Linked DNA regions of Pan troglodytes: region 2 is linked to region 1. A link is a contact called in public Hi-C data. All regions are on one chromosome and are shown on one strand. The core of a region is the stretch at or near the end of the contact, and the rest is flanking DNA. Distances in the headings are between cores, read along the strand shown. Region 1 has its middle 56 kb from the start of LCTL. Region 2 overlaps SMAD6 (SMAD family member 6).

Region 1 (4,890 bases), core at 609-3,108:
AGGAGACGGCAGGGCGGATTCCACCTGCACCTTCCATTCCTCACATGGAGGAAAGTGAGGTCCAGACAGGACCAGGGACTTGCCCAAGGTCTCACAGCCCCGTCTGACTACACCAGAACCCAGAGGCATTCACTCTGAGGACAGTTGTCATTAGCTTTCCTCTAACTTCTGCAGGGAGGCCCAGCAAAGAAGCCCATGTCGGGAAGGGCTATGCAGCTGGGGCCGGAATGGGCACAGAGGGGCCACTGCGAGCTGGACCGCCACACTGCAGGGGGGCCCAGCTGGGAGCCTAAGGAACCTTCCTCCCTGAGGGACAACCAGTTCTCCCAACCAAGGTCTCCCCCTGGAAAAGCCCCTCGGGGCTCACCTGCCCAGACCCTGGGGGGAATATTTTTAAAAGTTTAAACACTCTCCAGGGAACATGCTGCATTTCTGTTCAAACAGTGTATCTATGCTTTTATTTACGAAATAAAAAGGCTTCTGTTCTGTTAATTAGTGGGCTCATATAAACCCTCTCCCTCAGTTCAGGATGTGGGGGCAGGGGGAATAAACCAACAAAAATATAAAAATTTTGAATTCCAGATACGCTGAGCATGACCAGCCTTTCTGCCTGGGGAGGAGGAGGGGCATATAACCCCAAACCAGTAACTGTCCAGAATCTCCAGCTGATAACATGCATATTTTGAGAAGATCATGCTGGCAACTTGAATGTATTCATATTCATATTCGACTGGAATGGAGTGGCTTTTCTAAGAGTACATCTGAATGGGGGAGAAGAGAGGGAGCAGATCCCTGAGAGCCTGGGGAGGTGGTGGAGCCCGGCAGAGGGTCAGGGGTATGTGCACAGAGAGGGGAAGCTGAGGACCCCAGAGGCTGAGGGTATTGCCCATGTGCCAGAAGGAAATGGGGGGGTTGCTGTTGTTTCTAGGAGAGGCCTGGGGTGTAGGGGGCACAGAAAACTCAGTTTCCATGAGTCAGTGCTGGTAACCTGGAGAAGAAGGGGGCATTCTTATAACCCAGAATTTCCCCCAGGGGGATGGGCTGGCCTGTGGGCCTAGCTCCACATCCATCTCTCTGCAGACCCCACAGCTGCCCTGGGAAGGAGACACTGTCATCATCCCCATTTCTCTCCCAGTAGACCGAGGCCCTGAGAGAGGCAGCAACTTACCCAAGAGCAGCCACACTGAGGCAGCGCCGGGATTCCTGGAACTAAGGTCTCTTGATGAGTTGCTTTGTACTCACATTCTGCCTGAATCTGGAGCTAGGCCTACCTGATTTCTGGCTTTGTGACCCTGAACAAGTTACTGGGGGCTCTCTGAGCTCGGTTTGCCTCATCTGTACAATGGGTGTGATAGTGGCTGTCTCCTGAGGTTGCTGACAGGAAGGTTCTGGCACACAGCAGGCATGCAAGCAGTGGGAGCTGAATCACAGAGGAGTCAAATCTTACATAGAACACGGTTCTCAAAGCAGCTTAATGAAAAGAAAAACTTCCTGGAAAATCCTTTCTGGAAGGAGCCATAAAGAGTGAAGTCCTTGGGGACGGGTGGGGTGAAGGGAAGGCGTCTATGGGAGAAAGAGTACGGCTTTAGAATTGTCTAGAAGGTCAAAAAGTGAATGAGGCCTTGAGGCGGGCAAGCTGTGTGCAGTGGAAGAGGGGCTGGCCCCCTCATCCCCGTGCAGGTGCAGGAGGAGAACAGTGCCAGGATAGGCTTTGAATGCGAGCTGGAGAGGTCAGGCCCCGCGCCCTGTTGGAGATGCCTGGTCTTGGCAGTGGGGTGATCACAGGGGGCTCCCTCCGTGTGTGCCTGGATTTCCGGAACCCCACCCCAGAGCTGTTTCTCCGAGGAGAGCTGGGGCCGGTGGACGGCTCCTGGCTGCCTCTGTCAGGCCTCTCCCCCAGTCCTCCGCCTCCCTCCCTGTCTGGCAGCCAACTGAATTTTATGTGGGGAATTTGAAGAATTTGAAAAGGCAGAATGCAAATGCCAGTCTTAGAGATTTCCTTGTCAGCCGCTGAAGGGGAAAAGCCCCTCTTTGTGGGGCAGTGGAGAGAGAAGTGGAGTGTGGAGTTCTGCACTCGGGTCCCCACCGATGCTGGCGGCCAGGTGGCCAGGGACAGTCCCTTCGCCCCCCAGGGCGTCAACTCCCCGTCTGCGGAAAGGGCAGCTTTGTCCCCATCGCGCCCCTCGAGGCCTGGCTGAGAGGAACCGGGTGACCGAGAGGTCCGGGCGCAGGCCGTGTGCGAGGAAGGAGGTCACTGACGATTCTTCCAGGCCCTCGTTTCACAGAGGAGGGGACTGCAGCCAAGGAGACGGCTGCTGCGGGGGGTCGCCGGGGCAGCCCCGCGTGGGCTTCCCGCAGCCCACGCCGCCCCCGGGCTGCCGGCTGGGCCAGGGCGCCTCTATCTCCCGCGGCCGTGGCGTCTCCGAGTCTCGGCCGCCCGAGCGAGCGCTGGGCGTTATCTGCGCTAGCCCGGCCGGGCCCCTTCCCGCCTTCCCGCCTTCCCGCCTTCCAGCCTTCCCGCCGGGCCAGGGCCGCCGTGGCGACGGGCCGCTCCCGCCTTATCGGCCGCCCCTGCGAGCCCGCGGCCGACCCCGCCTGGCCCTCCCCGGGCTGCCCCTCCCAGGTGCCCCCTCCCCCGGCAGCCCCCCGCCCTAAGATGCCCCCTCCCTGGGCTGCCCACGCCCCCTAGATGCCCCCGCGCCAGGGCGGCCCCCTCCCTGGCCAAGGGGCGCCACATCAGAAAAGGGTTTTCCTCAGATTTGTTCTTTCTTTAAAAGACAAGCCTAGCTATGCTTCGTTCCATTTCAGCCACATTTTAAACAATTTCACAAGAAAGGCAAACTTCTGCAAAACAACACAAAAAACAAAAGCACCCAACCCAGAAACCCACCAGGCATCAGGGCTGTCAGGGAAGCCAGAACCCTTTATTCACCAGCTCTTTCTAAAATGCTCCTGCTGGGACTTAATGTGTTAGATGTGGCAGGCCTTGGAACTTCGGTTTCCGCACCTTAGTGTCTGAATCTGTAGGGCATGATACTCCCCGTGGTGCTGGTGGCAGAGAACATGGGTGCAGCCCTTTGTCATAACAATTTGGCAATATAGATGGAAAGCCATAAAATATTCATGCCCTTTGACTCAGTAATCTCACTCCGGGAATGCATCCCAAGGAAATAGTTCAGCAGCAGCAAAAGAAAAAAAAAAAGTATGGGTTCATCAATGTGTTATTTGTAAAGTTGGTGAGCATATCTTTCAGTGAAAAACTAGAATACATGAGTGGCATGGGACTGGGTTTGAAACCAGCACAGCCACCTATGGACCCTGGGAGAGGGGCTTAACATGGCTGATTTTCTGTTTCCCTATCTGGAAAGTAGCTGGCTCCAGCACTCAGAGGACATTGGTGAGAATGCCAGGAGACAACCCGGGAAGGCAGCTAGTACAGGGTCTGGGATAGAAGAGGAGCCTAGCAAATGTTTATTTGCCTGGTCTCCATCCTTACAGAAATGAAAGTATGGAATATTTCAAGTTACATTTGTAAATATCAGAGAAAGTATACATGGTGGTCAAGAGCTCGGAATTTTTGAGTCCTTGCACCTTGGACTGGGTCAGAATCCTAACTGCACCATATGTGTGATCTTGACAAGGTGTACTTCCTCACTTAACAAAAAAGGATAATAGAACCTGCTTGGTAGTATTGTGAGGGTTAAATGAGCTGATATGTGCAACGTGTTTAGGTCCGTGCCTGGTAGGTAAAAGACACTCAATAATCTGTTGGTATTATTAAATAGTATTTAAAACTACACCAGCCTGGCCAACATAGTGAAACCTCGTCTCTACTAAAAATACAAAAAATTAGCCAGGCATGGTGGCGCGTGCCTGTAGTCCCAGCTACTTGGGAGGCTGAGGCAGGAGAATCACTTGGACCCGGGAGGCAGAGGTTGTGGTGAGCTGAGATTGCGCCACTGCACTCCAGCCTGGGCAACAGAGTGAGACTTTGTCTAAAAAACAAAACAAAACCAAACAAAAACTACAAACAACTTCAATATCCCAAAATACTCCAAGTTAAATAGGTAACTTTCAGTGGAACATGTTGCAATATTGAAAAAGAATGAGACAATCCATATAAGCTAATGAGGAAGGAAGTACATGATGAGTTAAGAAGCAAGTTGCATCCATCTGGACAAATTGTCAGAGGTGTTTGAACCAGAGTGACTCCATCTTGAATATGGGGCTGTGTAAAATAAGGCTGAGACCTACTGGGCTACATTCCCAGGAGGTTAGGCATTCTAAGTCACAGGGTAAGATAGAAGGTCAGCATAAGATACAGGTCTTAAAGACTTTGTTGATGAAACAGTTTGCAGTAAAGAAGCTGGCCACAACCCACCAAAACCAAGATGGTGATGGGAGTGACCTCTGGTCGTCCTCATGGCTTCTTATACACTAATTATAATACATTAGTGTGCTAGAAGACACTCCCACTAGCTCCATGGCAGTTTACAAATACCATGGCAACACCGAGAAGTGACCCTATGTTGTCTAAAAAGGGGAGGATCCCTCAGTTCTGGGAATTGCTCATCCCTTTTCCAGAACACTCATGAATAATCCATCCCTTGTTTAGCATATCATCAAGAAATAACCATAAAAAAGGGCAACCAGCAGCCCTTGGGGCTGCTCTGCTTACGGAGTAGCCATTTTTTTATTCCTTTACTTTCTTAATAAACGTGCTTTCACTTTTACTCTATGGATTTCCTTCGAATTCTTACTTGTGCAAGATCCAAGAACCCTCTCTTGGGGTCTGTATGGGGACCCCTTTCCAGTAGCAAAATGACCTAAATATATAAAATTAGACAGTAAAAGTATAAGAAGAATATTCAGTAAAATTCTTGTATCAGT
Region 2 (4,890 bases), core at 1,007-3,506, 150 kb after region 1:
CTGAGAGGTTGGGGTATGTTTCCGGACTTTCAGGCCTCAGCTCCCTCATCTTAAGATGGGAGAATTAACATATGTTCAGGTAGTGCATTTAAAGGGTTTCAGACACTGCCTGGTATTTGGTAAAGGTTTCTTAAATGTGAGCTAGTTTATTATATTATTATCATGACTATTATTATTTCCCCTTGATTCTCAGCTCCACTGGCACATATTATGTTTGCAGGTGTTACTACTGAATATGAATACCCTTATGAACTATACAGGCTGAGTCAATCTATCATATAATTTATATACACATGTAGATAAGGCTGCCTGATAGTAATAATATTAGTAATCATAATAGCTGTTAACTTATGCAATGCCTATTTTGAGCCAGGCATTATTTGACACACTTGAAATTAATCCCAGCACTCTGATGAAGTAACCACTGATTGCATCCCTGTGTTACAGGTTAGGAAACTGAGGCCTAAAAGGGTGAAGTCACTCGTCCAAGATTTCACAGCTGCTGAGTGGCAGAGCTGGGATTCACATGCAGGCACCTTTGCTCCCTAGTCCATGCTTTTAACCCTGTGCAGGAGACATCCTGGTCCCAGCTGTGTCGCTCATTTCCACTGTGACCTTGGCAAGTCACTTCACCTCTCTGAGCCTGTTTTTGCGCCTTGGCCATGTGGACGGCATGTTCCTCAGTCTCCCTCCTCCTGGTTCTGTCATGCTGCCCTCCTGTTCCCATCACACTCCCTGTCTTAGGGGCATCCCTCCACCCCCAGCCGACTAGCTGAGCGGCTGTCTGGAGGGTGGTGGCCAATGTAGAGACCAGCCGCCAAAAGAGCCCCTGAAGTGGGCCCTGTGCAGGCAGGCTGCGGTGGTGGCCAGACCGCCCGTGATGTAATGACCGATTAGGAACTTCCCCTTGGAAGCCCGGCTTCCTCTAGGAGCCAAAGGTGCTGGAGCTGAGGTGGGGGGTGGGGAGGGGTGGGTGGGAGCGAGTAAGAGGAAACTCCTGTCAGCTGGGCCCAGCTTTTGGAAAGAGTTCAGCAGAGAGGCTCGTTCTAAGCTGTTGACCATTAACATGGCCCTGTACACATTCCTTGTCTGCTTTTACTGCCGGAGCCCGGTGGATAAAGAACTGGTCTTCCCCTCCCTTCACAAAGAAAAGAAAAAGAGCCTCTAATTAATGCTGCATCTCTAGACTTGCTGCAAAACCTGAAGCCATTTCTGCAGCTTAAAATGACAAAGGAGAGTTAAGTGGAAACTCCTTTTTCCCTCTAAGTTTGATAACAAAAACTACTTATCTAATGGGCAAACAAGGCTTTAAAAGGGGTGTTAGGTTAACCAGATGCAGGGCCACGTAATTACTCCCAGGCCTGGGAGCCACAGATGAAAAGCTGCCGGTTGGACTGGAACTTGAAGCCACAGGCATGACACGGGACAGAAGAAAGGAGTTTTCCAGGAAGGCAGGAGGCCTCAGTGCAGCCCCGTGCAAAGGGGATTGGAAAAGCCAGCCCTGGGCCCCTTTTCAGCTCTGCCACCAACTTGCTGGGTGACCCTGGGCAAGTCACTTAACTTCTCTGGGCTTCTGAGACTTTGAGTATCTCTTCTTCGCTCTCGGTAGGGTCTGGGCCTGTCTGCCCTTGTTTCAGGCCCATCAATGAGGGGCTGAGCAGGCCCTTTTGGTCCAGCCCTGGGAGAGCCAGGGAGGTTGCTATGGCCCAGGTGGGTGTGAAGCAGCAGCAAAGACTTGGAAGGTGAAGGAGTAGGGACCGCCTGCTCCCCTGCTGACCTAGACCCCTGAAGACCCAGAGGACTCGGGCTGAGCCTCCCACGGATGCCCTGAACCTTTGAGTCTAAGCTGGGCACAACGCTGGTTCCTTCAGGGGTGGCTGAGTCCAAGGCAGTCTGGCCAAAAGGAAAGCGGGGAGCCTGAGGAAAGCAGGCTGCAGTTTATGCTCAGGCTCTTGGAGCATGCAGCCCACGGGGGAGCACACAGGAACGTTCCTGCCCTTTGTTTTGACAGAGAACTGCTGATTCGAAGAAGCGAAAAGGCTTTTCTTGGGATTTCAGCACTCCCCGCCTCCCTCAGACTGCAGTCAGCTCCCTTGGTGCCCCTGCACCCCCAAAAAATTACATGTTGGGCTCGCAGCACCCTCCCTGGGCAGAGAGGCGTAGAGAAAAGAATGCCAGCCATCAGAGGGGCTGATTTCTGTGCAGGGGAGAAGGCCTATTGTTGGGACCAGTCACCACCTCCTCCTCGGCGCAGACAGCCACCACCCTCTGGTGGCAGGAATGTGGGTGCCACCGGGAGGGAACAGGGCTTGTCCCCTGGGCCACTGTGGAGCCCTGCTGGGGCCACTCTAGGACAGCCACAGGACATTGCCACTTTCTTCTTTTTAATTTTTTCAAGGTATCATACCTAAAATGAAATCCACCGTTCTTTAAGTATCCAGGGTGTGGCTTTTTACAGCACAGATGCCCAAGTTCCCATGGTTCCACTCAAGAAATAAGATATTTCCATCATGCTGGAAAGTTCTCTTGTGCCTCTTCCCAGCTGTTCTCCCTCTCCCCAGGGGTAACCACTATTCTGATTTATTTTATTTTATTTTATTTTATTTTATTTTATTCTTTGAGACGGAGTTTCGCTCTTGTTGCCCAGGCTGGAGTGCAGTGGTGCAATCTTGGCTCACTGCAGCGTCCGCCTCCTGGGTTCCAGCGATTCTCTGCCTCAGCCTCCCGAATAGTTGGGATTAAGGCGCCCGCCACCACACCCGGGTGATTTTTTTGTATTTTTAATAGAGATGGGGTTCTGCCATGTTGGCCAGGCTGGTCTCAAACTCCTGACCTCAGATGATCCACCCACCTCAGCCTCCCAAAGTGCTGAGATTACAGGCATGAGCCACCATGCCTGGCCACTGTTCTGATTTACATTGCCGTAGATTAGTTTGCCTTTTCAAGAGTTTTGTCTTGGTGGAAACACACCGCGAACCCTCTGTCTGGCCTCTTGTGCTCAATGGGATGCCCTTCAGATTCATGCACCTTGTTGCAGGTTTCGGTAGCTTGTTCCTTTTTCTTGGTGAGTAGTGTTCCATTGGCTGGATGTGCCTAGTTTTTGTTTATTGGTTTTCTGTTGATAGATATCTGAGCTGGTTTCTGGGTTTGGGTGGTTAGGACTAGAGCTGCTAGTCCTAGCAACATTAACTAAATCATGGAAATTTAGAGCTGGGGAGAGTAATGATCTCATTGTTCGGATGGGAAGACTGAGGCCAGAGGAGGGAGATGACCTGCTGGATCAGGGCCAGGAGGCAGGACTCCTCCCAGGCTAGTGCCACTCTGCCAGATCCACCCCAGACACAGCTCCTCTCCTCCTCCCCCTGGAACCCTCCCAGCAGGACCCAGAGTCTGGCTGGGAACTAGGCCAGGCCCTGAGCAGGGGGTAGTGAGCGGGAGTTTCGGTCAGAGCTCGGTCATCTTTGATGTTGTTCACTCGTGTCTGACTCCCTGGTATTTATTTGCAATTAAAGAGCTGGTTCCTAATTAGGCTGATGGCCGTGGGAGATGGCGGTACCACAGCCTAGGAGCCACGAGGAGAAAAAGATCCTTCTGTAAGAGACTGTCCCCTCACCTGAGTGGCAGCCCAGGCTTGTGACTGAGAGGCACAGGGGGAGGGGGCTGTGCAGCTGTGGGAAGTACAGAGTGGGGACCATGGGTTAGGGGGTGCCCACCTTCTCACTCATAGTGTTGCAGAGCATGTCAGCTTGTGTTGGACACACCGCATGAAATCTGAATGCACGTATGTGTGTGAGAGAATGGAGCTAAAGCAGGGCTCATTCTAACACCTCTTTCACCACAGGTGCCAGGCTAGGGGCTAACCCCTAACATTTGTAAAGTGCTTTGCGGTTTGCAAAGGGCCTTGTCATCCACAGTCCTATTGAGACCTTCCATGGCGGTGACCCTGGGCCATGACCCCCAACCCCACTAAAGATCCCTGGCCTCTGAAGGGTAAGGCCAACACTGGAGCCCGTAAACAAGGCACCTCCTTCCTTCTGCACCCACTTGATTTTGCCAGAGTTTCCAGAAAATTCAGAGATGGACTGTGGTGAGTGGGGTACTTAATTATTGAATCAGTCCTTTTACAAATACAGAGACTGAGGCTTGGAGACGTTTAGCAGTTTATCGATGGCCACATATCCAGTCAGTGGTGGCAGCCTTAGGTCATTCTCACTGTGAAACCTTTTGGACCATGCGGCATGGATTAGAGTAGAATTCTGGGCTCTCAAGTTCTGGCCCTAGGTCTGCCACCTGCTGCTGTGTGTAGTTGGGCAAGTCCCTCGACGCCCCCCAGGATGCTGTCTTTGGGGCACCAGATTATTAGACTCCATTAGGGGTCCCAACAGGCCAGTCTCAGGACCAAGTTTTCATTGGTCCATGGTGACAGAAATAAAAATAAGTTAGAAAATAAGTCTGTACATGGCAAAATAAAGCAGTGGTGGTCTGGGTGAGCAGTGGCTCATGCCTGTAATTCCAACACTTTGGGAGACCAAGACAGGCAGATTGCTTGAGCCCAGGAGTTTGAGACCACCCTGGGTAACATGGCAAAACCCGGTGGTGTGTGCCTCTAATGCCAACTACTTGGGAAGCTGAGGAGGGAAAATCGCTTGAGCCTGGGAGGTCGAGGCCGCAGTGAGCCATGACTGCACCACAGTACTTCTGCCTGAGTGACAGAGTGAGACCATTGCTCAAACAAAAACAAAAACGAAGCAGCGGTCGCCCTGTGTCATTCCCAACTCCCCTGTTAAAAACGTGTTGGTTTGTGGAAGCCTGAAGTGTTGGGTCTCACTGGATAAGATAATGTCAGCGGATACTCGAGCTCTGACGCCCTGGGACTGAGAGTTGAGTGGG

Evidence for each region. A called contact is a pair of places that touch in the nucleus more often than the background predicts.
Region 2: a Hi-C map of stem cell-derived neural progenitor cells shows a contact between it and region 1, with 4 times the contacts expected there. The contact joins two enhancer-like sites. A contact is called at or near these places in 2 of 7 Hi-C or Micro-C datasets (a lymphoblastoid cell line and stem cell-derived neural progenitor cells) and 1 of 1 other capture datasets (stem cell-derived neural stem cells).

The regions. Positions count from the first base shown.
Region 1 is chr16:58,613,928-58,618,817 of NHGRI_mPanTro3-v2.0_pri, forward strand. No RefSeq gene overlaps it. Among named protein-coding and RNA genes, the nearest start is that of LCTL, 56 kb to the left of the region's middle. Within about 2 kb of position 1,859, at least 8 of the 24 cell types and tissues checked have an H3K27ac peak or open chromatin away from gene starts, as enhancers often do. A contact at or near this core is called in stem cell-derived neural progenitor cells and stem cell-derived neural stem cells, where this site is marked.
Region 2 is chr16:58,765,940-58,770,829 of NHGRI_mPanTro3-v2.0_pri, forward strand. The region is part of intron 3 of SMAD6 (SMAD family member 6); the gene reads left to right. Among named protein-coding and RNA genes, the nearest start is that of SMAD6, 72 kb to the left of the region's middle. Within about 2 kb of position 2,257, at least 5 of the 24 cell types and tissues checked have an H3K27ac peak or open chromatin away from gene starts, as enhancers often do. A contact at or near this core is called in stem cell-derived neural progenitor cells and stem cell-derived neural stem cells, where this site is marked.